Regions from separate parts of the Sus scrofa genome. Here region 2 is linked to region 1. The links are chromatin contacts, called in public Hi-C maps. All regions are on one chromosome and are shown on one strand. The core of a region is the stretch at or near the end of the contact, and the rest is flanking DNA. Distances in the headings are between cores, read along the strand shown.

Region 1 (3,468 bases), core at 213-2,712:
CTGGCTTCCTGAAACCTCAGGAAAATGTACCCTCTCAAAGAGAGAAGCAGATTCTTTATCACTTCGATCAAATGACAGATCAGGATGAACAAATACAGTTCGTGAATGAACTTGTTTGTTGAAACTTTCATGTAAGTGAAAAAAAGTGAGCAGAGAAATAGTAAAAATATAAGTAAAAAGAGTTCCCTAGTGGCATAGTAGTGTTTGCTGTGGCAGGTGTTTGATCCCTGGCCCAGGAACTTCCACGTGCCTTGGGTATGGTCAATACATATATAATTTTTATATATATAGGCATATAATTAAAAAAAATATATATATATATAGAATGTAAAACACTCGAGCACAAAGTGGTAGTAATGGACCACACACATGGGATGACAGAAATCCAAGTGGCTTTATTTAGAAAACACCACAATGTGGCACATAATGGGAGGGAGGGAGGGAGGACTCAGGAGGGTTAGTCTCCTCAATGAATGTGAGATAATGTGCAAAGAAACGCCCATTAAGCCAAGCACAGGAATTATTAAAGCAGATGTATAATTCATATTTGTTAGGCTACAAACAAAGCATATTTTGGCAAGCATAAGGTTCAAGTTAAATTATGTATAGGAATACCCTGGCGGCCTAGTGGCTAAGGATCTGGCATTGTCACTCGTGCTGCATGGGTTCGATCCCTGGCTTGGGAACTTACATATGTCACAGATGCGGCCGAAATAAATACATAAATCATGTATAAGCCAGAATGATTTCCCCATACCTTAATAAGTATCTTCCATCACTTTTCTTTTCAGATATATGTAACATAGCTGAAAGGAACTGAATATATCTGTGTATACGGAGTGAGAAATAGTATTTGTAAAAAGAGTTACTCACTGGGTTAGACGCAATCACTGATTGTACAGTCAGGAGAAATGTTTTCTGAGGTCACCAGAGACACCACCATTGTCCACCTGTACATCAGTGTCCTAAATCCTTACTGCACTTCCACGTCTTGTTGGCCACGAATAGAGTCTTCACTCTTATTCCTGACCCCAAATGCTGAGGCCCACATCACTAACGCTAGAGCTTCACACTACATGTGTATATTTGTTAACGTATTATTAGCTTCCAGCTATAGAAGTCTGAGTGACATTAGCATATGATACGTCCATTTAAATTTTTTTTTTTTTTGGTGAGTATTCTCTGCATAAAGAAGCCCGAGATAATATGTTCCTAAATATTTAAGTGATACGTTACAGACCACAGCCACCGGAAATATGGGTGCGTGTCCTTTAAGAGGAAGTGAAGCTCCGCCCAATCCTCAAAAATCCAACACGTCATTCCTAGGCGCCGCTAGTTAGGTAAGCGGCCCTGGTGTCGCTGTGGGAACTACATTACCCAAGAGCATCGGGGGGCACCGGTCCAATGAAGGCCAAGGAAAGGGGCGTTTCCATTCATAAGGAGGACGAGGGGGCGGGACTTCCTTTTTCCTTTTTTGGGCGGACATTTTTTCCTGCTTTCGGATTAATCCACCAAATCCGTCTCCAGACCGCAGCGTCACACCCGAGGGGACACAACAGGGAAAACGCGAGAGAGGCGATTTCTGCCCTAAACAAGCGAACCTGAGGTTCGTAGTGGCATCGCCCGGGTGACCCAGCCGCCGGAGCCCGGGACCTTGCACTCGTTAACGCTTTCCAGCTACTCCTCTTCCCCTCACTTTCCCCGGACCACGGGCGCGGATGGCGGCGGCCGTGCTGACGGACCCAGTGCAGGTGGGTGCTGCACCCCTGGGTCCTTTCCCTCCCTCCATCTCTGAATCCTGAAGCCTCGAATGAGGGACACTCAGGTCCCTGCAGCTCAGGTGAATGTGTTCAGACGATAGGGGTTCTTTCAGTTGGGTCCTAGATCTGACAACCAGTATAGGAGAATGAGAAAGGACCCTGCCGGCGGAGGGGTCAGCTCGCAGAACGGCTTGGAGGTGTGACACAGCGTTTGGGAAACCCGTTACCTTTGGTGTCTGAAAAGATCAGAGAGCCTGAGTAGCTGTGCCTTCATTCTGAGGGTGATAGGAGGCATAGAAGGTTCTGAACAGAGGAGAGACGCGACCTTATGGTTTCAAAAGTATTTCGTAGACTGGCCAGGTGTGAACAGACTTGGGGGTAAGGATGAGGGAGGTGGGGCCCAGAAAGGCTAAGACTTGGTCCAAGGCAACACCGATAACAGGGGGCCTTGATGACAGAGCCACAGAAGGGCGATAGCCCCAGGGCTTTGTGGTAGGGCAGGAGTAGTGGATAGGCCTGAGCCCTTGGGGCTCTTTCGTGGTTGTTTTTCATAGTCTCTCTCTTCCCACAGGTTCCCATGGTCGCATAAGTAATTACTGGCCCTATACAGGGGAGGGGTGGATATCCAGGCCTTCATCAATTCCAGCCCCACCTTGACTCACGAGGGCTCCAGAGTTTTGGTGTCATAAGACACTTTATATATTTATTTATTTTTTATTTTGAGGGGCACATCTGCAGCATATGGGAGTTCCCAGGCTGGAGGTCAAATTGGAGATGCAATTGCCAGCCTCCACCACAGCCTACACCACAGCCACAGCCACAGCCATGCAGGATCTGAGCTATGTCTGTAACCTACACCACTGCTCACAGCAATACCAGATCTTTTTTTTTTTTTAAATAATTATTTTTATTTTTTCCATTATAGCTGGTTTATACTGTTCTGCCAGTTTTCTACTACACAGCAAGGTTACCCAGTTATACATGCACGTATACATTCTTTTTTCTCATATTATCATGCTTCATCATAAGTGGCTAGCTATAGTTCCCAGCAGGATGATATACAGCAGGATCTCATTGCTTATCCATTCCAAAGGCAATAGTTTGCATCTATGAACCCCAAATTCCCATTCCATCCCTCCCCCTTGGCAACTACAAGTCTGTTCTCCATGTCCATGCTTTTCATTTCTGTGGAAAGGTTCACTTGTGCCATATATTAGATTCCAGATGTAAGAGATATCATATGGGCAGTACCAGCTCCTTAACCCACTGAATGAGGCCAGGGATCAAGCCCACATTCTCCTAAATACTAGTCAGGTTCTTAACCCGCTGTGGCACAATGGGAACTCCTGTTTATTTTTTGGCTGCATCCCCAGCATGTGGAAATTCCTGGGCCAGGGATCGAACCCATGCCACAGCAGCAACCCAGGCCTCTGTAATGACAACACTGGTTCTTTAACCTGCTGTGCCACAGGGAACTCCATAAGACACTTTACTTGTAGTCTCGAAGCTCTTGAGTCTCAGGACCCTGGAGAAACCCAAAGGCAAGGGTTCTGAGTACAGACCAGGGGCTGTGTGGAAGGGTTCCCATTTCTGGTAGCCATTGGAATAGGGAGTGGAAGGTTGTTCCAGGCACAGGAACTAGCATGTGCAAATACTTGAAGGTGGGATTGAGATGAGAGTTTTCCAGAAACTACAGGTCTCCACCACA
Region 2 (3,308 bases), core at 501-3,000, 490 kb before region 1:
TGGAGTCAGAAAACTGATAGTTGAGAATCTCAAAGTATCATCCTGTTATCTCATCATCAATCAGAGAATTTTGCACAAGCTGATCACCCATCCTGCCACCTGGTCTTTAAAAATCGTCTCTTGAGGAGTTCCCTTGTGGCTTGTGCTGCTGCAGCGGGATTAAGGGTCTGCTGTTGTCAATGCTGTAGCTTAATTCACTACTGTGGTGCAGGTTTGATCCATGGTCCAGGATGATGAGGGTGTGGCCAAAAAAAAAAAAAAGAAAGAAAGAAAGAAAAAAGAAAAAGGAAGGAAGGAAGAAAATCCTTCCTTGAAAGCCACTCTGGGGAGTTCAAGTCTTTTGATTTTTTTTTTTTTTTCCGTTTTAGGGCCAAACCCACAGTACATGGAGGTTCCCAGGCTAGGGGTTGAATTGGAACTGTAGCCAGTGGCCTACACTACAGCCACAGCAATGCCAGATCCAAGCCGCGGTGACGACCTACACTATAGCTCAAAGCAACGCTAGATCCTTAACCCACTGATTGAGGCCAGGGATGGAAACTGCATGCTCATGAATATTGGTCATATTTGTTTCGTGGCAACTTGAAGGGAACTCCGAGTTCATGTCTTTTGAGTATGAGCTGCCTAGTCTCCTTACTCGGTGTCTTTTTTTTTTTTTTATAGGAAAGTAGGATTTATTGTTGAGCGTTAAGGAGGGGACAATGCCACCAAGGATCTCATGAGTGCAGGGCCTGGAATTTGCCCCGGGGGGCTGCGATTAGGGATGTATTTGACCCCACAGAGATTTTCTGCCACCATATTTTCAAATTCATCTGCATTGGCTTAGTAAATACCCACTCCTTAGAGATGTGGATCTTTTGGTGGCCAGGGAACTTGAACTTGGCTCTGCACAGTGCCTCAATCACATGCTCCTTATGCTGCAGCTTGATGTGGATGGACATTATGACTTGGCCAATGTGGACTCTGGCCACCGTGCCCTGGGGCTTTCCAAAGGCACTGTGCATGCCTGTCTGGAGCCTAGATTGGGACAGCATGCCAGTCATGAATGTCCATTGGAAAGGGCTGTCCCCAAGATCCCTTAGGGCAACCTGTACAGGCAACAGGCTGAATACACTACCAAGGAGGCTGTTTTTTGCAGCCTTTGCACACCGGGGCCTCATAGAGAAAAGAGCACGGTTGGCTTAATTGGCTGCCCTTACTCGGTGTCTTCACCATGATAGATTGGATTTGCTGAGTCAGGTGTTCCAACCCAATTTTGGTTTGTTAAGAACAGTAGTTTGTATTTCTTAATCTCATACCCGTGTCATACCTCCTACTATGAAGTCTTCATTAGCTTCTCCTACCAATGGCCACATATTGTTTCTCAATCACTAGGTATGATATGTGCGTTTGGATGTGTGTCCTCTGGAGCATCCAAAAAGATATGTTTGGTCTCAGGGAGCACGATGAACTTCACAGAGTGTGAACTAAACCTCTCAAACAAGGTTGAACATCTGCAGGCAGCACAACAGTCCCTCAGAAAACTGAACTCTGCGCCTTTAAGAATGGACAATTTCCCCTTCTAAATCCTGGGCCCGGGAGACTCCATTTCCCAGCGCCTCTCGCGGGTCCAAGATTATTGCATAGTGGCCCTGTGGGAGCGCCGTAGCCCTGGCGTGAGAACTACGTGGCCCAGAGTGCTCGGCGTCGATCGGCAGCCTCACTGAGCCAATGAAGGCTCAGAATAGAGGCGATTCCGTGCGTGTCACTCGCGTGGGCGGGACTTCCGGCGTCCTCCTCCGGGCGGTCATTTTGGCTGCTCGGGTGTGTTCATCCCTACAGAAGTTCGGGAGCGCTGAGTCGGGGCGGCCAGCACAGGACCGAGGAAGGGTCAGAGGCGTCTTTGTTCCAGCTGCACAAAGGCGAGTGTGAGGCTCGGCCGCGGCGTCGCGCGAGATGATACGCACCCGGGCCGGTTTAAGGACCGCCGGCCCTCTTCCTGCCCCGTTCCGTCCACAGGCCTGGATGGCGGCGGCCGCGCCGATGGACCCGGTTCAGGTAAGCGTGTCCTGCCGGCCCTCACCCCAGGAAACGCTAAAGCCCCGAGTGTTCTCGTTCCCGCAGCCAAGGCCTCGGTGTCCAGGACGGTTCGGCGTTTCTGACAGCGGCTGCGAATAAATGTAACCCTTGAGTTTTCCTGTTTAACTTCACTACCGGGAGTGTGATTAGATGTGCGAGAGGGTTACGGGCCCAGGAACCAGCATGTGCCAAGGCTCGGAGTTGGGACTGAGCCGTGAGAACTCGGAAAACCTGGGGTCCGCTGTGCCCGGCTGGGGAAAAGTTTGAGGCGGAGTCTCGCCTGGACTAGCCGGCTGAGGGTACTACTTATGTTCCCAGGACTCTTGAGAGCTATGGAGAATTTTTAAACCAAGGAAGCACGCGAACTGCAGTAAGTTTTTAAGTTTTCCAAAGGTTCTGTAACGGAGGAACAGACTGAAGGAGGGGAATGAAGACGTTGGGGCACAGGAGGTTGGATCTTTGTTTAGGTACCCAGAGCTGGTAAGGTGAGACATGGAGGCACAGGAGGTAGACATCCAGCCCTAGTTCACTAGGCTCACGGGCCAGGCATGGGTACCCAGGGGCCTGAGGCCGTTGAAACGCGGTGTGAATATATGGTTGTCACTATCCGTCATCTGTCTCTCAAAACGTGGCTGCGGAAGTGCTTATGGAACCTGCATAGGTATGTGTTGGGTGTTTCCTGCTCTTACTGTTCCCTACCCTCACCCACATACTCTCTGTATTATGGTGTCCTGGAATTTTTTACATTTCATTCCTCTAGACCTTCGATCTGGGGACTCTGCAGAAACCTCAAGCCCAGGGGCTCGGGTCAGTACCAAGGATTATATGGAGGTATTTCCATTTCTGGCACCTGATGTAGACAAGTGTGGAAAGTTTATCCCAGTACCAGGGAGGGAAAAATGCTCAGAGGTAAAGCTCAGCTGGAATCATTAAGGTCTTCTTTCTTGTAAGAGCAAAGGAGCAGGAGGACGTGACTCAGAACTGGAATGGCAGCCTGAGAAGTTGCGTATCCATTCTGGAGTTGATGGGAAGTTTAGATCAGAGGAGGGGAATGATCTTACCTAGGTCTCAACAGGCTCCATCGGGTTGCAGAGTGGAGAAGAGATGGTAAGGCTGAGGGAAGAGGAGGGAAAACTGGGGTGGAGGTTTTTACAGTAGTCCACTTAAGGGCTCATGGGACAGAGTGGTGGCTCAGAAGTGGCTGCATTCTGGATGTGTTTCTGTTAAGGGTTAACTAGATTTCCTACTGT

What was found. Hi-C and Micro-C count contacts between places; a contact is called where the count stands out from the background.
Region 2: a Hi-C map of skeletal muscle shows a contact between it and region 1, with 9 times the contacts expected there. The contact joins the promoter of LOC100514656 here to the promoter of LOC110261324 in region 1. A contact is called at or near these places in 3 of 47 Hi-C or Micro-C datasets (heart right ventricle, liver and skeletal muscle).

What each region holds. Positions count from the first base shown.
Region 1 is chr6:61,924,526-61,927,993 of Sscrofa11.1, reverse strand. It overlaps LOC110261324 (zinc finger protein 772-like), which reads left to right and starts at 1,462. Exons shown (of 4, transcript XM_021097337.1): 1 at 1,462-1,751. The coding sequence starts at 1,719.
Region 2 is chr6:62,415,542-62,418,849 of Sscrofa11.1, reverse strand. It overlaps LOC100514656 (zinc finger protein 551), which reads left to right and starts at 1,750. Exons shown (of 5, transcript XM_021095151.1): 1 at 1,750-2,037.